Linked DNA regions of Mus musculus: region 1 is linked to region 2. Evidence: chromatin contacts called from public promoter capture Hi-C data. All regions are on one chromosome and are shown on one strand. The core of a region is the stretch at or near the end of the contact, and the rest is flanking DNA. Distances in the headings are between cores, read along the strand shown.

The links. Promoter capture Hi-C pulls out the DNA fragments that hold promoters and counts their contacts.
Region 1: a promoter capture Hi-C map of pre-B cells shows a contact between it and region 2. The contact joins the promoter of Adnp here to the promoter of 2900093K20Rik in region 2. A contact is called at or near these places in 1 of 39 promoter capture datasets (pre-B cells) and 1 of 484 Hi-C or Micro-C datasets (liver).

Annotation. Positions count from the first base shown.
Region 1 is chr2:168,205,098-168,210,367 of GRCm38.p6, forward strand. It overlaps Adnp (activity-dependent neuroprotective protein), which reads right to left and starts at 2,015. Exons shown (of 4, transcript NM_009628.3): 1 at 1,477-2,015. All of the region lies in intron 9 of Gm20716 (predicted gene 20716), which reads right to left. It overlaps Dpm1 (dolichol-phosphate (beta-D) mannosyltransferase 1), which reads right to left. Exons shown (of 9, transcript NM_010072.4): 9 at 3,951-5,270.
Region 2 is chr2:163,417,731-163,423,439 of GRCm38.p6, forward strand. It overlaps 2900093K20Rik (RIKEN cDNA 2900093K20 gene), which reads left to right and starts at 2,041. Exons shown (of 1, transcript NR_151490.1): 1 at 2,041-2,631. Oser1 (oxidative stress responsive serine rich 1) reads right to left here and starts at 1,740. Exons shown (of 4, transcript NM_025699.2): 1 at 1,682-1,740.

The sequences.
Region 1 (5,270 bases), core at 765-3,264, 4.8 Mb after region 2:
GATCTCCCAAGCCCGTGACTTTCAGGTTTTAAACAACCCCCTTTACCACCTAGCCTAGGAAAGAGATGTCAACACATCAAACCTTAAGGTGAAGGAATTCTTGAGAAAGGGAACCTATGACCCAAGGATGTGCACCAAGGTGACTGATCAGCAATCAAAGTCTGAGGGTGAACAGGTTTGAAAAAGTAAAAAAAGACAACTTTCCAAACGGAGAAGTGGCTTTCTTAAATAAAATCTCTCTAGCCTCACTTAATCCTTCGCCATGTTGCTGTCAGCTCACCCAGTGCAAGTCTTGCTGGACCCATTTTCCCATGGTCTGTAGAAGGCGCTGTTTAGCACATCCTGTTCTAGTTCTGGGGCCCTTCCCCCCTCTGCAGCCTTACCCAGTGCAGGGAATGCGCCCCCTACTGACTCCCACACTCAGTGCCTTTAACCGACTTGGCTGCAGTGCCTTTTGGGTGGGGGCTGGTATTTTCTCCATGACCATAAACCAGAAGCAACAATGCAGATTTATAAAGAAACTGCACAAAGCTATCCAAGAGACACCCCCCGACACACATCCCATTGTGAAGGTTCAAGATACAGGCACAAGAAGCATCAGGGATGGGAACTGGGCGTTTGGGGCTGGACAGCATTAAAATGGCTAACACAGGAAACAGTTTGGTTCTTTTTCCCTCCTAAGCCTTTGTCTGTGAAATGGGGTTATGACAAGAACTGTCCAGAGGACCTGGTGACTGGAAGAACACTGAGAAGACACTTGGGGTGTGTGGCAGGGAGTGAGACTAAAATGAGTATTAGACTTCTTGGAGAGAAGAAGAGAAGCAATCGCGCCTTTTCTAGCAGACAGGCATCCAGGTTGGGGGTAGGGTGGGGAAGGGAGGAGAAGGACAGGCAGCTCAGAGGAAAGAAGAGGCGAATAAGAGGGTGCTCAAAGAACTACTCCCCATTCATTGCATTCGAAAAAAATTCTTTCCGCGGCTTTCTGGATTTCCATTTTCTGACTGCAAAGTTGATCAGAAAGCTCTAAAGAGGGAGTGCTGACCAGGTAGCCCAGATTGAAAGCAGGGCCGGTGAGGGGCTGTGGTGGTTAGGATGGGAGGGAAACTGGCATGTTGTTGGGGAGGCAAAGACTTTCACCCTCTGCCATGCACGCTCCCCGCCCCCCAGGCCTTTCCCCCCTTTCCAAGCCTAGGGTGGGCAGACCTGGCAGAAGGCTGGTTCCGGGGACTGGGGGAGGGCGGGAGGGGATTAGTTCTGAGGACGAGAGAGCGAGCGGGGTTCGGCTGGGGGCGGGGTGGGTGCGGGAAGATGCCACTAGCCGCAAAAGCCCATGGTGGCCGGCCGGCAGCCCCGCGGGGCGGAGAAGGGGATCGGGCTGCAGGAGGGCTGCGGCCGACTGGGGTTCGAGGCGGTGTGTGCACGCCGAGCACAATGACCGCGCCCGGGATCGGCGGCGGGCAGGGCCGCGGGGCTTACCTTGGCTCGGCCTCGAGGCGTGCGCGGGGCCGGCGTGCTCTAGAGCACGGCGGCGGGTGGACGGCGGCACGGCGATGGCGGCGAGGACGCGCCCGGGGCCTCGTCGCGCTCGGGCTCCGGCTCGAGCCGCGGCCGCGGCTGCTGCCGGGGGGCGCGGCGGGCGCAGCAGAGCGGCGGGCGGCGGCGCGGGCAGTGCAGACAAAGGAGGGGCGGAGGGCGGCGGAGGGCGTGGGGCCGCGGCTTCACCGTCGCGGGCGGGCAGGCGGGCGGCGACGGCCGCGCGGCTCCTCGGCGGCGGAGACCGAGAGAGGGAGCTGTGGCTGAGGCGACGCCAAATCCCCCCCGAGCGAGCGCGGCTGGAGGGGGAGGGGGCCAAGATGGCGGCGGGCGGGCGCTCAGCTCATGGGTCCCGGCGGCGGCGGGTAGACCGGACGGGTGGCGGCGGCGGCGGCGGGCGGGGGAGGGGGCTGGTCCCGCGTCTCCCCTCAGCAGACAATACAAGCGCCTCAGAGCAAGTCCCCGAACCTGCCCTAGCCAAAATGGCGGCCGAGAAAGAGCGGAAGTGACGTAAGCGACTCATTAGCATAAGAGGACTCATTGTCCAGCTGGGGGGGGGCGGGGGCCATGGACCCCCTACTCGGCGACCCCCCCCCAAGGGAGAGCTCTTCGGTCCTCGGCTGCGGCGACACCCACTTTCCTTATGGCAGGGTGGCCCCAGCCCCCCCCAGCCTCTCCTGGGTGAGATTATATAATCCCCACTGAGGGGAGCTCTCGCGAGAACGTGGAGGCTTTGCCATTGCCCCACTAGGAGGCGCCGTGGATAATGGCCGCACTGCGCTCCTGGGTGCCTTCCTCTGACCGCAGCGCCGCCGGCGGAGGCAGAAGTAGCGGGCCGCAGCACGCCTCGACAGTCAGTCAGGTGGCTGCACTGGGGATCCCTGCGCGGGCCCATCTGGGCCTGAACTACATCTGGCAGGAGGGCGCCTGGGGCTGCCCAAGGCCCACGTGCTCAGAGTCAGCTCTCCCAAGCTGGAGGCAAAGCCAAGGGTTGAGCCTGCTGCCTCCTGCCTTTAATGAGGTGTGATGCCCTCGTGTTCCTCCCATTTTTTGAGATGACACAGCTCTGAGGCCATGTCAGCTCTTCTAGTGAACTGGTATGGGATAGACAGGGACTCAGCTTTTCACTTCTGCTGTTCCTTGGACTCAAGTCATTCCTTCAAGTCATCAGATGGCCACTTACCATTGACTCAAGGAAAAAAAAAGTGGGATTTGTAGAGTTGAGGCCATTGGATTGTCAATGGCTAAGGATGAAAACGGTCTGGCACTCACCCACAATTCTGGTATGTGACAGCACCTGCACTGTTGGCTTTGTAACTTTGGATCATCCCCAACCAACATACCATGTCAACATCAACAGCCTCGGTCCACTTTAAAGGAACAGTAGTTACCCTACCGTAGATAAGGATGGCTAAAAGCTCTACAAAGTAGCAAGTGCAGTTGTGAAGGATTGGCCACCCCTCCCCCAACATGAGGTCTCTACAAAGTTGCAAATTTTGAAAGAATCAGACTATATATACAGACAGCTCAGTGTCTAAGGGTTTGGTTGGGAAGTTGAACAAACTTCCACCTAACATTTATTTTTTGCAATTATTAGAACATATATTTAAACCCCTAATCAATAGCTCAACAATGTAAAACAAGGAATAGAAACTATTTAAAAGGAGGTGGGGCTGAGGCTAAGGCCTTTCATCAAGGAGTAGAGATGGGGAAGCACACAATGCAGAAGACAGGCAGGCTGTGTGAATTCATCTCTACTGTTCTCCTCAGACACTGGGTTTCATGCAGTGATAGCACAGGTATGAAGAACATCTGCATTGCAGCAGTGCTTCACTTTGTAGCATAAAAGGTGCTGGATTCTGACGGAGAACTTAAAAAACTGTGCATGCTTATGTCACCAGATTTAGCACAAAAATACAGCATAAAAATTGGGCAACCTTGAGCCGGGCGCAGTGGTGCATGCCTTTAATCCCAGCACTCGGGAGGCAAAGGCAGAGGCAGAGGCAGGAGGATTTCTGAGTTCGAGGCCACGAGGCCAGCCTGGTCTACAAAGTGAGTTCCAGGACAGCCAGGGCTATACAGAGAAACCCTGTCTTGAAAAACAAAAAACAAACAAACAAAAAAAATTGGGCAACCTTCTTCTCTAAATGGCTTCTGAATGCTGGTGTTTACTGCTCAAACACACCCTGTGCGATGGCAGTAGTGACAGAGTAATTCTACACAGGCTAAGTACTGAAAAATGAAAAAGACCAAAGTTCTCTGCCCCAGTGAGGTGTGAGGCAGCAATGCTGTATCTACAGTGACTCCTGCTGAGGTCGCTGCTTAACTTCTGTTCTGTGTACTTGATACTGAAAACCTAATGCCTTGTTTCAAGATAGATTTCTCAGCACTCAAAAAACAATTCGATAACATTATAGTCCTATGACTTTGGCTTAAAACAAAATTTAATTGAACACTAATAAATATTCTAGTTATTAAGGATGAAACAAGTCACTTCCCCATGGATGTGCGACAAGTTTTGGCAAAGGGGAACACAACAACAGTAGTTCTTATTGGAATATGCACTGTGGGCCCAGCTATGTGACTACATGGCAAGGCTTTCATGCTCAAAACAAAGTGAAGGTGTAGCTCACGTTTGTTCTTGTTACAATCAGCTAGAAAAAGGAAGTGAACATTTAAGACTTTCAATTTCTTTAGCAGCCCAAGTAAGGTGGGAAACAAGTATACAGGTTGGGGTGTATGATGATGCACACCACAGTCCTCACACTTGAGAGATGAAGGAAACAGGACCAGTAATTCAAGACTAGCTTTGACTACAGAGTAAGCTGGAAGTCAGCTTGGGCTATGACACTGTTCACTAAATGTGATTATGCAGTAACTTAAGAGACAGATGTCTGTTCTTTTTTTCTTGCAAAGGACATGCAACTAGATCTCATGTATTCACTCAAAACCTAAAACATGCTCTTTGGAGACAGAGGCAGATGGATCTCTGAGTTTGGTCTACAAAGCCAGTTCTAGGACAGCCAGGGCTATTACACAGAGAGACCCTGAAACATACTACATGATCTGAAAGCTATGCTACAGACAGAAGTTCACTGACTGATAAGTGAAGTATCTTCCCTGACAGTATGGAGCAACTTATCCTTCATTTTAACAATAGAACATTTTTCTGGATGAAGAAAAATAGTACAGGTATTTTTCTGTTGTGGTATCAAGTTTTGTTGAGGTATTGAAATAATGTACAAATATTTTGAGATAAAAAGAGATAAAATACTTCTCTTTCCAATAGGAGTTGTTGCTCAAGAAGACAAAGCCAAGAGCACAGCTAATGTGACCCACTGCTTAACTGCTTCCCAGCCCACACTGTACTCTGCACAGGTCTGCTCTGACGGACCAGGCTATGCTCAGTCTGCATGCAGGGAGCACATGCAGGGAGCACTGCTTCATCTAGGTTCAGACATCTGCCATGGACTTCAGGTCAGAGGTTTTACTTCTTTTCTAGTTCATACACTAACTGTATTTCGTAAATGCAATTAAGCTTCCCTTTCTACCATCTAGGGATAAAGAACTAACAATCTAGTTTTATGAAGTATTCCACATTTTTTTCATAAGAAACTTGCACTCACATTATCTAAATGAAAGCAGCAACATTTTATGCAAAACCTATATACATTTATTTATAGGTGTAATGTACATGAAAATTGAGAACATTGCTCACTAAACCAAGAACTTTAAAT
Region 2 (5,709 bases), core at 791-3,290:
AGTAACAGGAGGAAACAACTTCCCAAGTTGCACTCTGCCCTTCATATAAAACACTCTCATACACATAATACAAGTAAAAAAAATTAATAGTGAGGTTTATAGTAGTTCTCTCAATCTGACTTGTGTGGCAATCAGTCAACATTTAAGTACACTCCAAGCCACATGGACACTGGTAAACATCACAGGCAGAGATCCACTCCTTTCACAAGTACTTCTAGGATTCCTAGTTCTACCTTGGATGCCACAACAGAGGCTGAACTGAATACAGGGGTCCCAGGAACCCCATTTCAGTAGGGAGGGCATCTCACTCCTACCCTCCAGGACTCACACTTGGCTAGGAAGCCTCCCAGCTAAGCCTCACAACTTCTAATTACACAGTGCTGACTTAATAGTATGGCAGGTGACCACCCTAGATGTTAATACAAACTTAGCATTCTTGTTGAGACACTCCCAGATATATCATTAAAAACCCCAACAGCCCAAAATAAAAATCTGGCTGCAAACCAAAAACTCTGAGAATAAAGTATCGCCTAACTTGTTTTCAAACGTCCACCACTGTGACTGCTCATGTTTTTCTTCAATTACTTTAAGCCAGAGCAAGAGTATCCTAGGCTTAACCTAGGGGGCTAGATCAGAGCATGCTTGCAATTACAAATGGGTTGTTATGCTCCTCCCAGTTCCTAGCTTTCCATTATGGAAGCATCAACCCAACAGCTTTATACAACAGGTGAGTGGATTGCCTATCTTCATTTACATTACATTGTGGGAAATTCTCCTATTACCCCTTCACTGCTCTTACTTCCAAAGAATGCCCAAAGACCTCAGACTTGCAAAAGGCCCATAAGAAGTTACTTTTCGTGGTTTTAAGTCAAATCACATCCCAGTTTCTTTCCACCAATACCGTGTGCAGTGTCTTGCTTACACCTCTGAAGCTTTAAACTAAGCTCTCCTTAAGTTTCCGGTCGAACTTCTCATTTTCAGCAGCACGAAAATGAGATCTGCACGCGTCCTCACAAAGTTAAAGCGGAGAAATCTCCCCAAACCTCTCAAAGTTACAGAGTCCCGAAAAGGAAAAACAACAACAACAAACTAACCAACCCTATCCAGAACGGCCCGGATAGAATCAATCTGTCCCTAGGACGAGAACACATCCACACCTCTCTGGGCACACCCACTCAACCCCTCAAAATCACAGGACTACAGGCAAAGCGACACGTTCGTTCCTTTCTGCCTATCACGGTTAAGCGGAGTCGGCTGGGAAAAGGTCAGAACCCGGGGACACCCAAGCGGGGAGCTGTCTCGGCTTTTACCCTGTCCGCCCCGGCCAACCACGGACTCCGAGAGGAGGCAGGAGTGAAGCTGCGGCGCAGAAGCCGCAGGACGCAAGCGGAGAGGAGTGCGACTCGCAGGGCGGGAAAAGGCGGGAAGGGGCAAAGGGCGGCAAGGAGAGCGAAAGGGGAAGCTGTGGCCGGCGCGGCCCGGACACCGCGGGAACGCAGGAAGGCGGGAAGCGAAGGCCGCGCAACTTGGCACTCCAGGCCGCGGCAGCCGAGGGCCGGGCCGGGCAGTCGGCGCAGGGAAACGCCGCGACCAGACGGGAGGGCCGGACTCCGCCTCCCGCGGGTGGGAGGCCTGGCGGACACGACGTCCCCGGCCCTCCTCGTCCCGTCCGGCCACTCACCTCCTCGCAGCTGGGGCGCTCCCGGGAATCCGGCCCCGTCGGCTCCGAGCGTCTCTCCGCGTCCGCCGCGTCTGTCTGACCCGGATCCAAACCCCACCGATAGGGTGGCCCGCGCCTCTAGAGTTGTACTGCGCCTGCGCAACCTCGGCTCGCGCCCTGCCCACCGTTCACGCTCCTCCCACCTCGGTGACTCGGCAGCTCGGCCCGCCGCAACTACGCAGGCGTACGGCGGTAGCCCGGCCTCTCGAAGCCCCAGCTCCAACCCCTCTCCGAAGCACGTGCGTCTTAAGTCATTTCCTGTTATTCTTTTCGCTCCCTCCGCCCCCTGGCTTGGGTTCGCTCCCGGCAGGCTTTTGGGCGTGCCTACTTCCTCTTCGCTGTCACGTGAGGCGGCGGCTTGCCTTGCAGCTATCGAGCCGCTGCCGCTCCCCTGGCATAGCCTGCTTCCTTCTTGTCCTCTTGAAGTCCCCAAGCCAACGGGATTCGGTGGGCTGCGGGAGTATTTGCGCCAGCTGATGCCTCCGGGAATGCTTGGCGGAGTTTCTTACATGCAACCAAGGGCGCTTGCACTCGGTCCACAACCCTCGCCGTGGGTCGTCTCTTTGGGTCCGCAGAGAAGCCAAGAAGGTATTAATTGGACGAGGCCCAGGCGGTGGATGCTGCCCGGAATTGGAATGGAAATTATTTAGGTTTTGTGGTTTTTGCTTTAAAAAAAAAAAAAAAAGCAGGATCTCATTTGTTAGACCAGCCTGAAAATCGCGTTGATTCCCCTGCCTCGGGCTCCCGTGCCTTCATTTTGAAGTATCTCTTGATAATTGAACGTCTGGAAATTAAACGGTTTCAGCGAAGGCATTTTGCTTTTGTTTTTCCAAGGATGGTTTGGGAGCATCAAGTGGGAAATACAGGGTAATGCACGTACATATTAAATTCTGCAAGAAGGTATTAAGCAATTTACCAGTCTCTGGCTTTTTTTGTTTTTTGTTGTTTGGTTTTTTCGAGACAAGGTTTCTCTGTGTAGCCCTGGCTGTCCTTGAACTCACTCTGTAGACCAGGCTGGCCTCGAACCGCCTGCCTCTGCCTCCCAAGTGCTGGGATTAAAGGCGTGCACCACCACTGCCCGGCTAGTCTCTGGTTTTTAGTGATCTGACAAGTTACCCATATGGCAAGGGTGAGCTATGAAAGACCTCCCCCTACCGCCATTGTCAGGGCCTGTTCTATTTTAAACGTTTCCCCATCGCCTGCCACTCTGGAGTTCCACTTCAGACCCTTGTGTGGAAAGACGATTTTCCTCAATAGAGTTGGTTCTGGCACCTAAACCTTAGAGTGGGTTTTCCCCTGAACCCAAGCTGGCCTCTTCTAGAAGTGGATGCTAGAGAGGATAGCCATGTCCAGCTTAACTAGAGTCAACCCACAGAGAATGGAATCTACACTTCACTGGACAGACAGCCCCGTCTCCAGACAGCTGGCTTGGCTTTGGCTTGCTTGCTTATTTTTGTTTGTTTGTTTGTTTTTTGTTTTTCCTGATCCTGCTCTATAATGCAATCATGGGAAAGCCTTTTGCATTCGATGGGAACTTCATCAGATTTTGAATTTTTTTTAAGATTTATTTATTATTATTCATTAGTACACTGTAGCTGTCTTCAGATGCACCAGAAGAGGGTGTCAGATCTCACCCTCTCACATGGTGTGAGCCACCATGTGGTTGCTGGGATTTGAACTCAGGACCTTTGGAAGAGCAGTCAGTGCTCTTAACCGCTGAGCCATGTTGCCAGCCCCGGTTTTTTTGTTTTTTTTTTTGTTTGTTTGTTTTTCAAGCTAAAATACACCCTGTGATAAGTTTGGGGATGCTGGCCCGCAGAAGGGGCTGCTGCATCTTCCCATTCAGCCACAGGATCACAAGGGCAAGCTGATGTTCCTAGTGCCCTGTGTTGTATTAAGTGTGTTTTAGACTAAGGATGCTTCCACTTGTGATGTGCTGAATAGGATGTGACCCTTTCCTAAGCTAAGAAGCACCTGTGTAGGGCTGTTGAACATAAAGCTTGTGATGGGTCCTGAATAAAACCTTCAAATTCTCTGTACAGTAACTGGCCCACAGTGAAAAAATAATCCTGTTGTAATTCTCTGATGGCTAACAACAGTTGTAACAGATGCTAGTAACAGTAATAACTCTACTATCTTCAAACATAATATTCCTGTGATTTTACACATTCTACAGATAGTTGTCATCTTAGGTGTTTATTGCTGTGAACAGACACCATGACCAATGCATATTTTAAACATTAAGTACTAAAAAGTAAAAGGAGCTTTTTTGTGTTAACACACCTCCATAAAGTTAGGCACTTTCTGAGACTATGACTTCATACCCAAGAGGTGCCTGGAAAGGAAGACGCAATCTGGCTCCATCTCCCTCCTGACTGTTACTGTTCTTAACCTCCACATTCTAACACCTGACGCTCATCTCACTGCCAGACCACAGCACTGTCAGCTTGAAGTTATCTGCCTAGGTCCGGGTCTCGGTTCCAGCAGCCTCTGCTTGTGTGGCCTTGACTACCAGACACTTCCCAGGTTTGCTGTGTTCTCTACTAGAACACTGTTTCTCCACAGCTCACCTCTTCATTCAGGTCTCTGCTCATACCCTTTCCCCAGGTGAGTCTCCATGACTACTCCAGCAGTCTCCTTCACTCCTAATTTCTTTTTTACTGTTTCATTTTTCCTTTAAAATCCTCTGTCGCCTTTTTTTAAAAAGAGTTATTATTTATTATATGTAAGTACACTGTAGCTGTCTTCAGGCACTCCAGAAGAGGGCATCAGATCTCATTACAGATGGTTGTCAGCCACCATGTGGTTGCTGGGATTTGAACTCAGGACCTCTGGAAGAGCAGTCAGTGCTTTTTTTTTTTTGGGGGGGGGGTTCAAGACAGGGTTTCTCTGTGTAGCCCTGGCTGTCCTGGAACTCAGTCTGTAGACCAGGCTGGCCTCGAACTCAGAAATCCGCCTGCCTCTACCTCCCGAGTGCTGGGATTAAAGGCGTGTGCCACCACGCCCGGCTCAGTCAGTGCTCTTAACCACTGAGCCATCTCTCTAGCCCCTTTGTCACCTTTCAATATACCTCACTATAGAAATTTACTATTGCTCACATAAACAGGAGCTTCCCTGAGGACAGACTTGGTCTCTTCATTACTACTTGTTAAGTGTACATTTCCCCACATTTTTTTTTCTTTCTTAATTTCACCTCCAATAAATGGCAAATCTTTAAAATGGCATCTTGAGCAGGGGAGTTAGCTCACCAGTGGAGTACCTGTCCAGCATGGGCAATGCCCTGAGTTCAGCTGATGCCAAAAATAAGAGAGGGAAGAGATATCTTAGAGCTGACAATATGATGTATCCCCAGGGCCTAAAGTCTTGTAATACACAAACTTCACACTGGGTAATTACCCCTCAAAGGAAAGTGTTGAAAGTTCACAGTGACAATTTAAATATCTTTAATCTTCACAATTATCTGAAAATGCTTCCTGTTGCCACAGTTGGGAGGCAGCGTATAGTAATCATTTGGGAAGACTGGGAGAGCAAAGAGAGCTGTGTTTGGTTTGCACAGCATGGCAAGGTGCCTCTTCTCACTTACTCCTCACACAGACCTCACTGATCACCGACTGCTTGCCCAGTGCTGTGCAGAAGCCCTTGAGAAGGAGGAAGCTTGTGGGCTGGAGAGATGGCTTGGCGGTTAAGAGCACTGACTGCCCTTTCAGAGTTCCTGAGTTCCATTCCCAGCCAATCACGTGGTGGCTTATAACCATCTGTAATGAGATCCGATGCCCTCTTCTGGTGTGTCTGAAGACAGCGACAGTGTGCTCACATACCTAAAACATTCAAGAAAGACTCCTTAGAGAGCCACTGAGCCAGAAGCACAGCACACTCTCTGGTAGATAGGTACCAGCCTGCTTTGCTGGTACCTTGGGGGCAGATTCTCAAGACTGACTTGGCCTGGGCAAAGGGAGGAGCAGAATAAGAACAGCTGTGGGTGAGGCCAG